Regions from separate parts of the Mus musculus genome. Here region 1 is linked to region 2. A link is a contact called in public HiChIP or PLAC-seq data. All regions are on one chromosome and are shown on one strand. Each heading gives the region's core, a stretch centred on a gene start, on an enhancer-like site or on the middle of the called end of the contact. The rest is flanking DNA. Distances are from core to core; before and after follow the strand shown. Region 1 overlaps Gm40385 (a long non-coding RNA gene). Region 2 overlaps Hdac9 (histone deacetylase 9).

What was found. HiChIP or PLAC-seq counts read pairs in DNA pulled down with a chosen protein or histone mark.
Region 1: a contact with region 2 is called in a RAD21 HiChIP or PLAC-seq map of pro-B cells, with 4 times the contacts expected there. The contact joins two enhancer-like sites. A contact is called at or near these places in 1 of 15 datasets of contacts at CTCF or cohesin (pro-B cells), 5 of 484 Hi-C or Micro-C datasets (the C10 cell line, bone marrow-derived macrophages, embryonic fibroblasts and 2 more) and 2 of 115 datasets of contacts at active chromatin or transcription factors (microglia and regulatory T cells).

The regions. Positions count from the first base shown.
Region 1 is chr12:35,008,493-35,015,380 of GRCm38.p6, reverse strand. All of the region lies in intron 2 of Gm40385 (a long non-coding RNA gene), which reads left to right. Among named protein-coding and RNA genes, the nearest start is that of Gm40385, 9.6 kb to the left of the region's middle. Within about 2 kb of position 3,755, at least 14 of the 459 cell types and tissues checked have an H3K27ac peak or open chromatin away from gene starts, as enhancers often do. A contact at or near this core is called in granulocyte-monocyte progenitors and pro-B cells, where this site is marked.
Region 2 is chr12:34,780,856-34,787,586 of GRCm38.p6, reverse strand. All of the region lies in intron 3 of Hdac9 (histone deacetylase 9), which reads left to right. Gm46347 (a long non-coding RNA gene) reads left to right here. Exons shown (of 2, transcript XR_001780600.1): 1 at 1-6,731. Among named protein-coding and RNA genes, the nearest start is that of Gm46347, 3.5 kb to the left of the region's middle. Within about 2 kb of position 3,761, at least 48 of the 459 cell types and tissues checked have an H3K27ac peak or open chromatin away from gene starts, as enhancers often do. A contact at or near this core is called in granulocyte-monocyte progenitors and pro-B cells, where this site is marked.

The sequences.
Region 1 (6,888 bases), core at 2,506-5,005, 230 kb before region 2:
TACAAGGTAATACCATAGATTACCAACACAGTCTATAGGCTTCCATTCTATAAGTAGTTGTTTACATGAATAAAGCAGACACTGTTCCCTATAGCTGTCTCTGGACAGGTTTATCTCCATGCCCTTTACCAACCCATGGGCATTGCGGTCTGGTCCCAGGAGCCCCAGGAATGCCGGCAAAGCAGATACCACAAGAACTTTTCACTTCAGATTTCTTTCATTTTTAGTATCAGCAGAAGAAAAAAAAATGCATAAAGGATTTAAACTTTGCCTCAAAGATAGGATTTCTTTAAAAAGAAGCTAAAAATACAATCCTGTGTCTTTTTGAGTGAGAAACAAGATTATGTTTGTGCCCAGCGCCTGGTACATGGTATCCCGCAGTTCTCACTGCTCTGCATTTTATAAATGGTCCACCGAGAACCTCAAAGACCCTGGCTAATGTGTCAAATACCTAAGAAGCTGTTATTTGGAATTTGCTTGCTTGGGCTTGTCCTATTCCTACGCCCTCCTCTGTTTTTAGGAACACTAAGAATCTGTACATCAGAGGGCACCATCATTTAAATGAAGAGACATCCTACAGAATGAAAAAAAATCTTTATAAGCAAGACACCTGTTAGAGGATTTGTAGCTAGAATATACAAAAAACTGAGAAAACCCTACTCATCAATAAAACAAACAGCAAGTTGTCTAAACTTTCTGTTTAGTTCACTCGCAGAACTAAACAGAAAGTTCTCAAAAGATGAAACACAAATGACCAAGGAGCACTTTTGAAAATGTTCAACATTCTTATGCGTCACCCACCTTAGCTGGATGCTGTCATGGATGTAGAAAAGGGGAACATTTATTCGATGCTGGTGGGAGTGCAAACTGTTGTAGCCACTATGGAAATCAATGAGAAGATTTCTCCAAAAGCTGAAAATAGATCTATCTTGTGGTCAAGCTATACCGCTCTTGGGAATGCACACAAAAGACCCTTCACCCACGTCCACTGCTGCTTCATTCACTACAACTGTACTTTTGGGTACTTTATTGGGTTCTTTTCCCTACCACCCTTCTCCACTCTAGTCCCTTCCTTCACCCCAACACTAGGTAGGTGAGAAAGAAGGTTAGGGGGGAAGGAGGCATCAATCTTGTTAGAATACTTCCTGCTGATTAGTGTCCTGTTCCTTGGGGCAAGTCCAGTCTTCATTGTCAGGATACCCTCCTCCTTCTTCTCTGCTCTTTGGTCACGCCCACTTGACAAACCACAACAGGAATGAGAAGCAGCAGGGGGAACAGCAGCCTCTCAGGACTCTGGCATTTCTATACCCTCTAAAGAGTCCTCAGAATTCCAAGCAGGAACTACCTCCAGCTGGCAGAATCACACCCTTGCCAGAGCACCAGACAAAGCACAGATAGCCGCTGTGGATACTCTGAAGCAGCCTCATCTTCCACACCTGGGATTAAAACAAAAACATATGCACAAAACATAATGGGGCTTTTAAAAGAAACCACAATTCTCACTGCAATTCACAACATACAGGAGATGGAGATAGCCTAGATGTTCATCAATTGATGAATACATCAAGAAAATGTGGTACACTTACACAATGGAATATTATTCAGCTATTAAAATGGAATTATGAAAGTCACAGGCAAATTAATGGAGCTAAACAATGTCATTCTGAGTGAAGTAATCCAGACCCAGAAGGATGAACATTCTGTGTTTTTCTCTCATTTGTGGATATTGACTTCAGACCTGTGTTTTCCATTTGGAATATTCATAGAGGTCAAGAAGTTAGTAAGGGGCTCTGTATGTGGGACGTCTTAGGAAGAGAGAACACACTAGTACTAAATGTTAAAGAGGAATAATAGAACAGAAAGGGAGAATTTAGGTGGGGCCTGGAAGGACAGCAGAAAGTAGGAAATATGTCAATGGATAATTAACACTGAAGACATTCCTAAAAAGTCAAATGGAAACATATAACTGAAAAAGATTCCTAAAATATATACATACATATACAGAGAGCTTAGATGGAGTTACCCTAAAACAAGGCAACAATGTTCCTATTAGATAAGACAGACTGACAAATAACTAAGCCAGGGATTGGTTGCCTCTTTTGGAGTTGTTGGCCATTGAGAGTCTCTAGATTCCTCCAAAAATTATAGACCATGGTAGCCTATAGAGGCTATAATTATAGCCTCCAGAACTTGATGCTAAGACCCTAATGTTGAAGACACCATATACTTACATCACAGAACACAGAGAAATCAAGCTTGCTACCCACCTGGAAACTTCATATTGACTGGCTAGTTTTCATAATGTCGGAAGGTGCTCTACGTGTTACTAGAGGAGGAAACTAATCACCTAGCTGTGGAGCTTACAAACTACAACAATGACCTGCTTGGCAAGACATTCCCGCTGGTGCAACAGTGGCAAGAACATTGTGGGAATAATTCATGACTTACTGATTAGACCTTAAGCCCTCTTTACAAGATGAAACCTATCTCTGGTATCAATTTAAAGCCAACAACCTATGGCTAGACAAGTCCTAGGCCCTAGGGGAAAAGCTATTATTATTACTCTGCTAAATGGGCAGAGTGTCAAGCCAACTCCCAATGACTTATAGATCAATACATCTATAAAACCCCACCAGAAGAGATTTTATTTTGTTGTAAACGGCAATTAACACAGAGATTCACCACTGAGTCTCGTATCCTTTCTTTCAAAGGCTCAGGCATCATTTTGGAAGAGGGTTCAGGAACATTGTAAGAGCTGGAGACGCAGGATGGTTACAAGAAAAATGGTATGTTTTCTGGGCTCAGTAGGTCAATTGAATTTACGAAGTTATAGCAGTTCAGACAACTGACATAAGACCTACAAAAGTAAGCGTGAGGATGTGGCACCACTTTCCACCTCTAACCGAGGAGCTATTGGCATCTGATAGTTGCCAGGAGATGAAGACAAATTTTCTTTAAGGGTGGGACCCTGGTGGAAGACCACACAGTCCCAGAGGCATCTAGGCAACACCAACTGTGCTGGATGGGGGAAGAAGGCTAGAAAGCTGGGTGGGTAGGGAAGTAGGAGTGGATCGCAGCAGAGTTGGAGGAGGAGGGGAATATGAGAAAATTCATTGTACAAAAATCTCAAAGAACTAATTTAAAAACTGAGAAGACAACAAAATGAGGAATTAGACCACCACCCCACCCCAGGCAGAGCAACAGTGAGAAGGATTGTAGAACAGGACTTATGCACTAGGGTATGAAGTTTGGACAACTGGAGAAGACTGAAGTTCAGTGCTGAATGGCCAAGGAGAAAACCTAGAAACCATCTGAGGAAGCCTACAAAACAGCAGGCAGGCAGAGCACCGGAGGCGATGTACTAAGGAATACTTAGGAATTGGACCCAATTTTGTGGACATTTGGAGTTTTCAGCCTATCTTAGCTGTTGCCGGAGGCACACTGGCTCTGGATAGACAGCTCTCCTGGGATTCTTACGAGGACTTATTACACGCTGTCTTACGCATTCTTCTCTCCAACTCTTACGGGATCCTTCTAGCCCTTTCTGCTTCTCTTCCTCTTTAAGGATATCAGCTGTCTCTTAATACCTTCACTATTATCCAACTGTCCATCACCCTTGTTCTCTATGAAGGACCTCACAGTGAATGACAAGTCTCTCAGCAGCATCTTTAAAGGGACTTCCCTCATTCCTGACTGCAGACTCTCAACTCTGAGCCAATTTCACAATTTGTCTGTTGCTGTTTTTTTTCCTTCTTCTTCCAGTTAAAACCACAGCTGCAAACTATTTCCTGACTATATAGCATGAGCCCATTCCAAATGTAAACTTGCTAGTCTCTTTTGGCCTGTCAGTTACTGCTTTGTGTTTAATTTTTTTTAAATCCCCCCCCCCTCTCTCTCTCTCTCTCTCTGTGTGTGTGTGTGTGTGTGTGTGTGTGTGTGTGTGTGTGTGTGTGTGTGTGTGTGTGTGTGTAAGTGCAGATGTATAGGATTCCCCTGAAGCTGGACCTACAGGGAGTTGAGAGATGGCTGGCATGCTGTAGGTGGGAAGCACTGAACTTGGGTCCTCTATAAGATCAGTACATGGTTTTGATCTCTGAGCCATATCGCCAGCCTTTCTCCTGTGTGATTCTACTAGTACACATTAATTTTTAAAATTTTAATGTAGTCATATCACTTCCACTGTCTCTATCCTTCCTTCAACTCTTTCTTTATACACATAACTACTCTCTCTAAAACTCATGGACTCATTTTCTTTTAATTATTCTTACAAGTACACACACACACACACATACCACTTACACTATATATCTATATATCATCTATATATCTATATATATCCTGTTATATCTGTAAGCTACCTGTACATACATGACTTCAATTTTAAGCACTTGGCATTGGGTAATTAGCTGGAGGACTCATCCCTGCAAAAGACTGTTTTACCTACCCACTCTTGGGAATTCTTGGTTGCCAGTAGGGTTGTGGGTTCTAGAGTTGAGGTCTGGAGAGCTTTCCCCCTTCCATGTAAGAAGTCCCAGTGGTGTCATCATGGTTGTTTGTTTCAGCTGATAACATCTACAGCACAATTACTGCACCTAACACTCAGGTTTCATTGTGGAAGGGGGCAGTGGGGGTAGATTTTAAAATCCAGGGAACAGGAGGTTTATTTGAGATTGTGTCTCCTAGAAATGTCAGGGGCTATACCCACAAAGTCTCATCAACAGGGCTCAATAAGGCCCTCTGTATGTTTGCCTTCTCTCTCTACTAGCTCTTTCCTCATAGGCTCTGAAGGTGATCAAATCCTCAACTACTTTCCCTCTTCACTTTCATAGCCAAGCTTCATGGAAGAATGTTAAGCATCTCTCATTTCAATCCTTGTGATTGTGAGGTCCATGAGGCTAGAGCACATATCTGTTCTGTTTGATGCTCTACCAACTCACCCTTCCACACTAAGCATAATGCCTAGTGCAACAGGCATTCGTTATAGTCTTCCAAAGTTATTGAAGAAAATCATGTGTGGAATAAAAAATAATAATTTGCAGGGCTGGAGAAATGGCTCAGCAGTTACAAGCACTAGGGTTAATCCCCAGGACCCATATTGCAGCTCACATCTGTCTATAATTCCAGTTCCAGGACTTCTGACATCCTTACACAGATATTCATGATGGCAAAAATATAAGAATATAAAATAAAAAGAAATTATCTATTAAAAAAAGAACGATTTTGATCAACATGTTTTGAAAGATTCAGTAGTCCTGACTGACATAAATGAATACCCACTATTCCTTCACATCATTTCTTCTATAGTAGCTTTCTCCTTGTGTGTGTGTATATATAAACACACATAGGAGATGTGCGTACATACACAGCAATCACGAGGTAAAACGTTTATGTCAAACAAGCATCACATATGAAATGTAGTGACAAAAGTACTAGCATTTGTCGTCTACTTACCCATGGATGAAATCTAGGGTAAGGCAAGATTCTCTGTTTGTTTTTAGTGACTAGCTTTATCACATTTCTAGTCTCCCTGAGTTCATCCAAAACCTTCATTTTACAAAAACAGTTTTCTCATAAAGAGAATGCATCACACTCCAGCACAGTGACAAAATTCCTACTTTATATACACATAATGGAGGAGACTTTATTTGGGGGTCTTCTTTTCAAACATTTCATCCCACAGTCACTGGCTTGGCTGCTTTCATGATTTGACAAGGCTGACCATCACAGTGGGGAGCATGTACCAGAGGACCATGCCCACCTCTCCGTGACAAGGAACCAAAGGGAGAAAGGAGGGCCCTGGTTCCCAATGTCCTCTCTTAGGGCACACCTCTTGTGTCCACTTTCATCCCAGCAGGCCTCATCTCTCTTAAGCTTTCACCACACTTCACAAGCACCCCAGGCAGGCAATAATTTTAGGCAGGTCTTCCTGCCCCTTCCCATAATGCTGATGGGCTTTCTTGTCAGTCCTTGAATTTGGATACCTTTGGGGAATGTCTAAAAGTCATTTAGACCAACTTAGACCAAGAGAATTTCAACTGATTCTGTGTATATGTGTGTGACCTATGTTTGTATGCACATATGATAAATAGATTGAAGTTAAATTCAACTGTCATATAAATGGTATATAAAGTTGATACACATATGTGCATATATAAATTTCATGTTGTCATATTCTAGTTTCCTTGTTATTTCTCAGATTCCCTCAAACCAAGCCTTGTTTCTTTCTCTTGGCCCAGTCTTTCTGAATTCATGTCTTTTAATGTGGGTTTCTCTGCAAGACAGTTTTTAATTGTCTCTCTTGCTCAGTGCATGCAAGTCTATCAGCCAGTTCCAGTCAGTGGACTCAGATCATCCTTGAAAGGAAGGGTGCAATTTCCACCCACTTGGGAGTGCTTTGAAGGAAGGCATCATCTCCTCTCATTCTCTGAAAAACGGCACTATCCTCCTGGCATCCCAACCCAACGCCGCTCTCATCTTACACATGTTCCTTAAGACCCAGCAGAATAAACAATCCTAAGATGTCAAGCCACGCATTTCGAGTATAAAGTGTTAGACATGCGAAATATTAGGCTGAGCTCAGAAAATAAAAACTCTGGTTCTACATCCTATCGTCTCTACATGGGAATGTCACAGATCCAGTATCAAAATTTGCAATAATAAAACTCTTGAGAGTTTCAGTATTACAATTTCAGGCAGTTCTGCCCGCCCCTTTCCTTAACACCCACTGATGGGCTTTCTTGTTACTCTCTGATCATGGCCGCCCCCCATCTATTTGACCCTCCTGCCATTCACTTTTTGGCATGAGTAACTCGGCCTCTGTTTGTGCCTAGGTTCATTATGTGGCAGCTGTTTTCATTACCATCTCATTATGTCACTGAGGGGGAGACG
Region 2 (6,731 bases), core at 2,512-5,011:
TGATCCTGTATGAGAGACAGAGAGTCTTGCATGGAGCTGTTCCTTCTTCCAGAGGAAGTGGGACTCTTTGCTATGCTGGGTGGTGACCTTTCACCTCTCATAGAGCACCCTTTAGTTAAACTGTTAAAAGTCACCCCAAATGCAAAAGCCTTAATTTCAAGAGCATTGTATTATTCTTCATTGATGAGAGTGTCTTATTTTGTTTCCATTACAATGATCATTAATATTTCATATAATTATAGTTTCTGATAGACATAAATTAGTATGCCATCTCTAAGATAAGAGGTGACTTTTCCTCTTTTAAAAACTGATGAAGAAAGATGCAGGGTTACAGGATACATGAGATTCTTAGTTTCTAAAGTTAAAGGAAAGAAAGAAAATCTGTTCGAAAGTTGAATTAAAATGGCCCCATTCCCATTTAGATTTTAATAAATGCAATCCTGATATGGTTTATAATTCTTGGTTTCAAGTACAAATGGAGATGTTACGTGCATGTTAAACTCCGAATTGAGAAACATGCTTGTGAATTCCTTTGTAAATGGCTCTTTTAATTGTAGTTCTTTGCAAAAAGGAAGTTAACACTTAAGTATCTATTAATTCTTGACAAGAACCTTATTTAAAACCACGCAAAGTGTTTTTGAGAAGGCAGGTAGCTGTTAGCATTATGTGATCACTGGAAACTAGAAAAGTCATTATTACAAGTTTCTTAATCTTTTTTAAATGAAAATCTTTTTTAAAAATTAAATGTGCTTAGACAATGCTGAAATGTATGTATGAAAAAGTATAAATGTCCCCAAATCCACTCAACCAGATGACCTAGTATTATGGATATATGCATATGATAAATATACACCCCCACATATATATTCTTCCAAAACTTTTGCTTTGGAAATATGCCCCTTTTAATCTAAAATACCATGTAAGTGTGGTTCATTTTACTCTGTGGACTATGACAGGCTTTTAGGGTTGTTTTACCAGGGGAATTGCTGAGCAGTCATAGATTGGCCTCTGAGGTTGTTGATTTGTTTTGCTACTTCAATAAAATACCTCTTTTGTATGTGCTGCATGAATCTCTCCGTCATAGGAATTAATCCTATATTGGATTGATACAAATAGAGCTGTATATTACACATTATGCATGTTTATTAAACATATGTAAATATGTATACTTATACAAAGAATCATTTATACAAATAGAGTTGTTAAGGCAATACTTATTTTAGATTTCCATATGCCTTAAGTATAAATTATTCCTTAGAAGATTTTATCATTTTAAAATTTATTTACCTATCAGTATTACATTAGAAAGTGGGCTGGCAAGATGGCTCAGCACATAAGAGCACTGACTGCTCTTCCTGAAGGTCTTGAGTTCAAATCCCAGCTACTACATGGTGGCTCACAAACATCTGTAATGAGATCTGACGCCCTCTTCTGGTCCCTCTGAAGACAGCTACAGTGTACCTATGTATAATAATAAATAAAATCTTTGGGCTGGAGCAATCTGGGACTGAGCAAGCAGGGCTGACCGAAGAGAGCAGAGGTCCTAAAGTTTAATTACCAAAATTCACACGAAGGCTCACAACTATCTACATAACTACAGTGTACTCATATACATTAATAAATAAATCTTTTAAAAAAAAGACAGTTTTTTCATAGATAAGAAAATAGAGCTGATGAATTTGCATAGAAACACACACACACACACTACACACACACTACACACACACCTCTACTCACTCAAATAAACATTCTTCCATCCTTACAGAAACACCACACACACAGAGACACGCATACCTACTCACCCAAACAAACATGCTCCCACTCTCACACCAACATCACACACACACACACACACACACACACACACACACACACACACACACACACACACACACACACACACAAACTACAAAACTGGAATTTACTCTTGAAAAATCATCTCTGTTTGTGATTTTTCATGTCAGTTGCCAGATTTTTATTATTTGTTTCCCTATTTCAACATCATTAAGTGTATAATTTAAACTATTTGCTGTAAATATTTACAAACCTTATGTCTTACCTATGCTGTGATTTTTATTGTACAAGTACCCAAAGGTTGATATTCACACGCTGTTCTTTTTGCTTGTGGCTTCCACATTCACTTGCAGAATCAAGAGTTCAGTATCACCAAAACTTTAAGATTATTATACAAGCAACAAAATCTCCTTTAATATTTCCACATTTTTGTTTAAAAAAATCTCATACTCCTTAATTGACAGGAAGTTTACTTGCCTTATTATCATCTGATAATACATTAATTTATCTTGCAAGGGCCTCTAAAATTTATAAATGACTCCCTGTTTTTAATATAGTACTTGCCTTATGCTTGTCTGGTATTATAGTGCTTAAGTTACATTGATCAAGCACCACATGAATTAAGTTTCACTGGTTTTTAGAATACTTTATTTTTATGCTTTTGAAGGGAAGATTTCCTCATTATTTTTCTTTTAAAAAAATCTAATGACTGTTATTGAAAGTGTTTCCTTCCAGAATCAATATCTTAACTTCAGGGTAAAAATTTTCCCTTCAAAGGACTTTATAATTATACTATTGGTGATAGTACAGTTAGTAGTCCTGTTCTACTGACCTCTCTCTGTATATAGTGCTATATGCCTCTTTGTTCACATTTTAAATAAATTGTGGAGTTGACTTGTAGATTTTCAACATTCTATTCTAAGTATATTCTTATGTTACATATGAATTGTCCCAATCATTATTGAAATGTATGTTGTCTTGATAGCAGGTGTGAATTGTCAATAATATTTAAGAAGAAAACTTGAATGCTTTTCTCATTCATAACCTCTTTTTGTGCTCTCAGTATCATCAAGCAAAGACTGTTCTGTGTGCCAAAGACAATGACGAATGAGTTGTCAGCATCTGAATGTCTAGTCTTCTATACACATGGTTCATGCTTATTGGCAGATTGCTTTCTGTACATCCATCTCAAATTACATCTAGAACAATAATGGTTGTTCAGGGGCCATACTTCTCCAAAAGCAAGCTTGAAGTCACAAAGTACTCCAGAAATAGACAGAAGGCCACCTTTAAGTTGTCAGTGTAGACTGACTTGTATCATGAGCTTGGTTTCCCTCCAGTTTTAGCCTTGTGCGGCTTGTGGGAAGGGCTGGCATTCTCTGGGTTCAGTGGAGCCGAGGTGCACATGTGAGGCTCCTTCCTAGTGTTCCTCTCATCACTGCTCTGTCACAGACCACCAAGGGAAGGGAGGGCTTTCTGTGCAAAGTGTGATCAAGATCTGTAGAAATAGAAGTGAGTGGAGAGTTTATTAGAAATGGGATTTCTAAGGAAGTGTGAGAGTAGATCGTAATTACAGTAATGGAAGCCAGCCAGTGGAAGCCGGAAGCCGGAAGCCGGAAGCCGGAAGCCGGAAGGAGCAGAAAGAATGATGAAGGTTAGATTAACAGGTCAACACAAGTGACATTGAATTAAAACACCGCCCCCCCCCCCACACACACACCAAACTGCCCAGGAAATTGAAAGGTGGTAAAAATCACTGATACAAGTCCTTCCTTGGCTAACAAAACCAAGCCAAACCTCCTGATCCTTTTTAAACCACTCTGTAGCTATGTAAAGTTGTTGCCTTGCCTTCAGCAGGCCATGTTAGTTGTGTGTTTGGAAGGTTTCCTCACAGAACAGTGGACTACTTCATGGCCTGACTGAAAGTGAATAACAGAACTAGAGGGTTCCTGCTTCGTGCATTTCTGAAGCTTTCGTTTATCCTTATATAGGTGCACAGAGAAGTCGCACCCTGACCTCCAGAGTGACCGCAGGCTTCACGCTTGCACTACCCCTTTTTTTCTGAAGCTAAATTTGGAGCTTGCAAAACCTCCTGTTTAAAAATATCTCCCCAAAGTCTCCCGCTTACTGTTCATTTTGTTTCTGTCCTGTGAAACTCAGGTCCCCATTTATAATAATCTATGCAGTATTTTTCTCTATGTCAAAAATATAAAAGAACACGTTTGATCCATAACCCTTCAACATGCTTTCCATGATAGAATTATTGTCATAGACTGTTCTTCCATTCAGTCTAGAGACAAATCCTCTTAATGAGCTTAGCTGTGCTTCACAAATATACATGCATTCTTAAATACATTTGAGCCAACAAAAAATAGGCTGTGGACAGGCCTCACTTAGATACAAGAGACAAGCAATATCCTAGCAGACTTTTCCAACAGAGGATTTATATTTTTCTGTTAAGATTTCAGTTATATTCATATTATGAAACAGTGAGCTTGTTGTTTGATATGAAATATAAAGTCATCTAAGAGGCTGAATTCATCATTTTAAAATGGTATGCTTAAACAGAAAATAGAAATTCCATAAAATTTCCTTACAACATGTAGAATGTTGACATGTGTTCTTTTATGCTCATTAAGAATTTTAAATCAAAGATGAGAATACTGGAAACTCCCCATGTGTAGCAATTCATTAACCAAATATTCCATTTTCTAAGATGCCAGCTTACCTCCATCCATGTATGTTGAACTGTTCTTTCCATAGCACACTGTACTTTATAAACTGGACATGTTATGTTTAAAATAGCTTTTTTTGAACTACTTTCTAAATGTATAATATTTTCAACCAACTAATGGAGGAGAAAGATTTGCAAATTTGTGAACTCTTAATGTGCTAGATATTTTGTGTCCAATTTTGAATGTATTTAAATACCTTACCCTATCTTGTGCATGTCCAAGATATGTCTCAATGATATCAAGAGTTTAAAATTTACTAAGGTAATGATGTGTGGGTTATTTCAAGTAACTACAACTTAATTAGTGGCAGTAACGAAAAATACTGGATTTAATGATGGTATAGGTTCTAATTATATATCTGTTCTTTGTATATTACTCAATACACTTAATTATAAAGAACTGACTATTAGTAGGGTATATTAGACAATAAGACTAACATTAAAAATTACCATCAAAGGCAGTATATAGCTATACATTGATAATTTTGAGAGAATGCCTAGTAAAAATTACATGATGGTCTTATCTGATGTCTGAATAAACTACAAATCAATGAAAACAGAATGGTTGATGAGCTAACTAAGCAAAGCAGGGCCTGCGGATGGTTCTCCTGGTATCTGGGTCAGATAACAAGTGGACCTTTTAAACATACTGACCTTTCATATCTATAGGTCCCGTATCAGCAGATTCAACCAACACAGGATCAAAAGTAGGCCTATGACGATTGCAACTGTGCATGTTTCTGTAGACTCCATCTCATAGCTGTGCCCAAGCCTTACAGTGGTGCATGGTGGCAGTGTAGCACTATATTACCCATGATGCCTAGTGAGCTAAAGAATAAGGAAGGATGCTTAAAGTTATATACAGGTATCATTTTATGTGTAGATGTTGGCATCTGAGAACATTTTATAATATCCCCCATATAGCCAAGAATGACTACACTCAATCCCAGAGTGGGTAGAACTATTCCCCAGTTTCCAACACCTGACAACCCTTGTGTGTCCAAGCTGGGGTTTAGGAGAAAGGAAGTCTGGAGTACTGTGGAACTTAGCTTGACCTCAGAATTCAGTGGCAGTGTTCCTGAAGCTGAAGTAGTCAGGAGGGAGTTATGGCAAGAAGAAAGAGCTCTTGCACACCTGCCATGTGTGGAACTCAGCAGTTTTGTATAGCTGGCTATAGTCTAAACTGTGAGACAGACTGGAGAGGCACAGCAACATGAGCAGTGGCTAGTTCAGAGTGGGCTCTGAGTCACCGTCAGGTTGTGAATGCCTTTGGTTAGGAAGACTCAAAGGGTTTCAAGGATCATTCCATGTGCAGAAGGAGGGAAAGCTAGGCTCCAGAGACAAAGACCTGTCAGCGGTGTGCAAGGACCAGGTTGACGGAAAGGGCAGCGCTGAGCACCTGAGCAATTCTGTACATTTTGCCTTGAAGGGAAAACAGACATTAAGACTCGAGGATGTATGTTTACTTGAAATACTGCTGAGTGCATTTGTATGAAGCCAGGATACCTGTAAGTTTAATTAGATTTCTTATCTTTTGATATAAGCTCTAAGTACTTAAGTGTGTGTATATGTGTGTGTGTGTGTGTGTGTGTGTGTGTGTGTGTGTGTACGCACTCGAGCTCTGATAAATGCAGTTATGTAATAAATGTGCCCACAGGGTTTTTAAAGAACATAGAATGTTTCCTGCTTCTGTTTACTAGGTGATGCTGTTTATATCGCACATGTTCTCCGATTTATGGGAAAATGTTAGATTTTGCATTGCTGTAACAAATATCTTAGAGGAACAAATTCAAAGGAGGAGAAATATTCTCCATGGTTTCCCAGGTCTCAACTCATGCTTGATTGGCTCCAAAGTTTTTCAGGCACAGTGAGGCTGGTACTACCAGGGGAGGAGCAGTGGAGCAGGGGTTCACATGTGTGGTGGCTGAGAAAGGAGGCATCAGGGAGACAGAGTGGGTGCTGAGGAAGGCAAGGTGGATTTCTGTCAGGCATGGCCCAGTAATCTACTTCCTCCCAATAATGCCATTATAGAATTCCTGAGATCGGAGCCCCCGACATCCAGTCAGCCATGGAAGGTCTGTCAGCTGTGTATCAAGCCTTCAATACACAGCCTTCAGGGATTGTTCTAGACTCAAATAAGAACAAGAACAGTAGGAAGTTCAGTTTCATTCTTTTGGATGACATTTTCCCATTGAAGATAAAC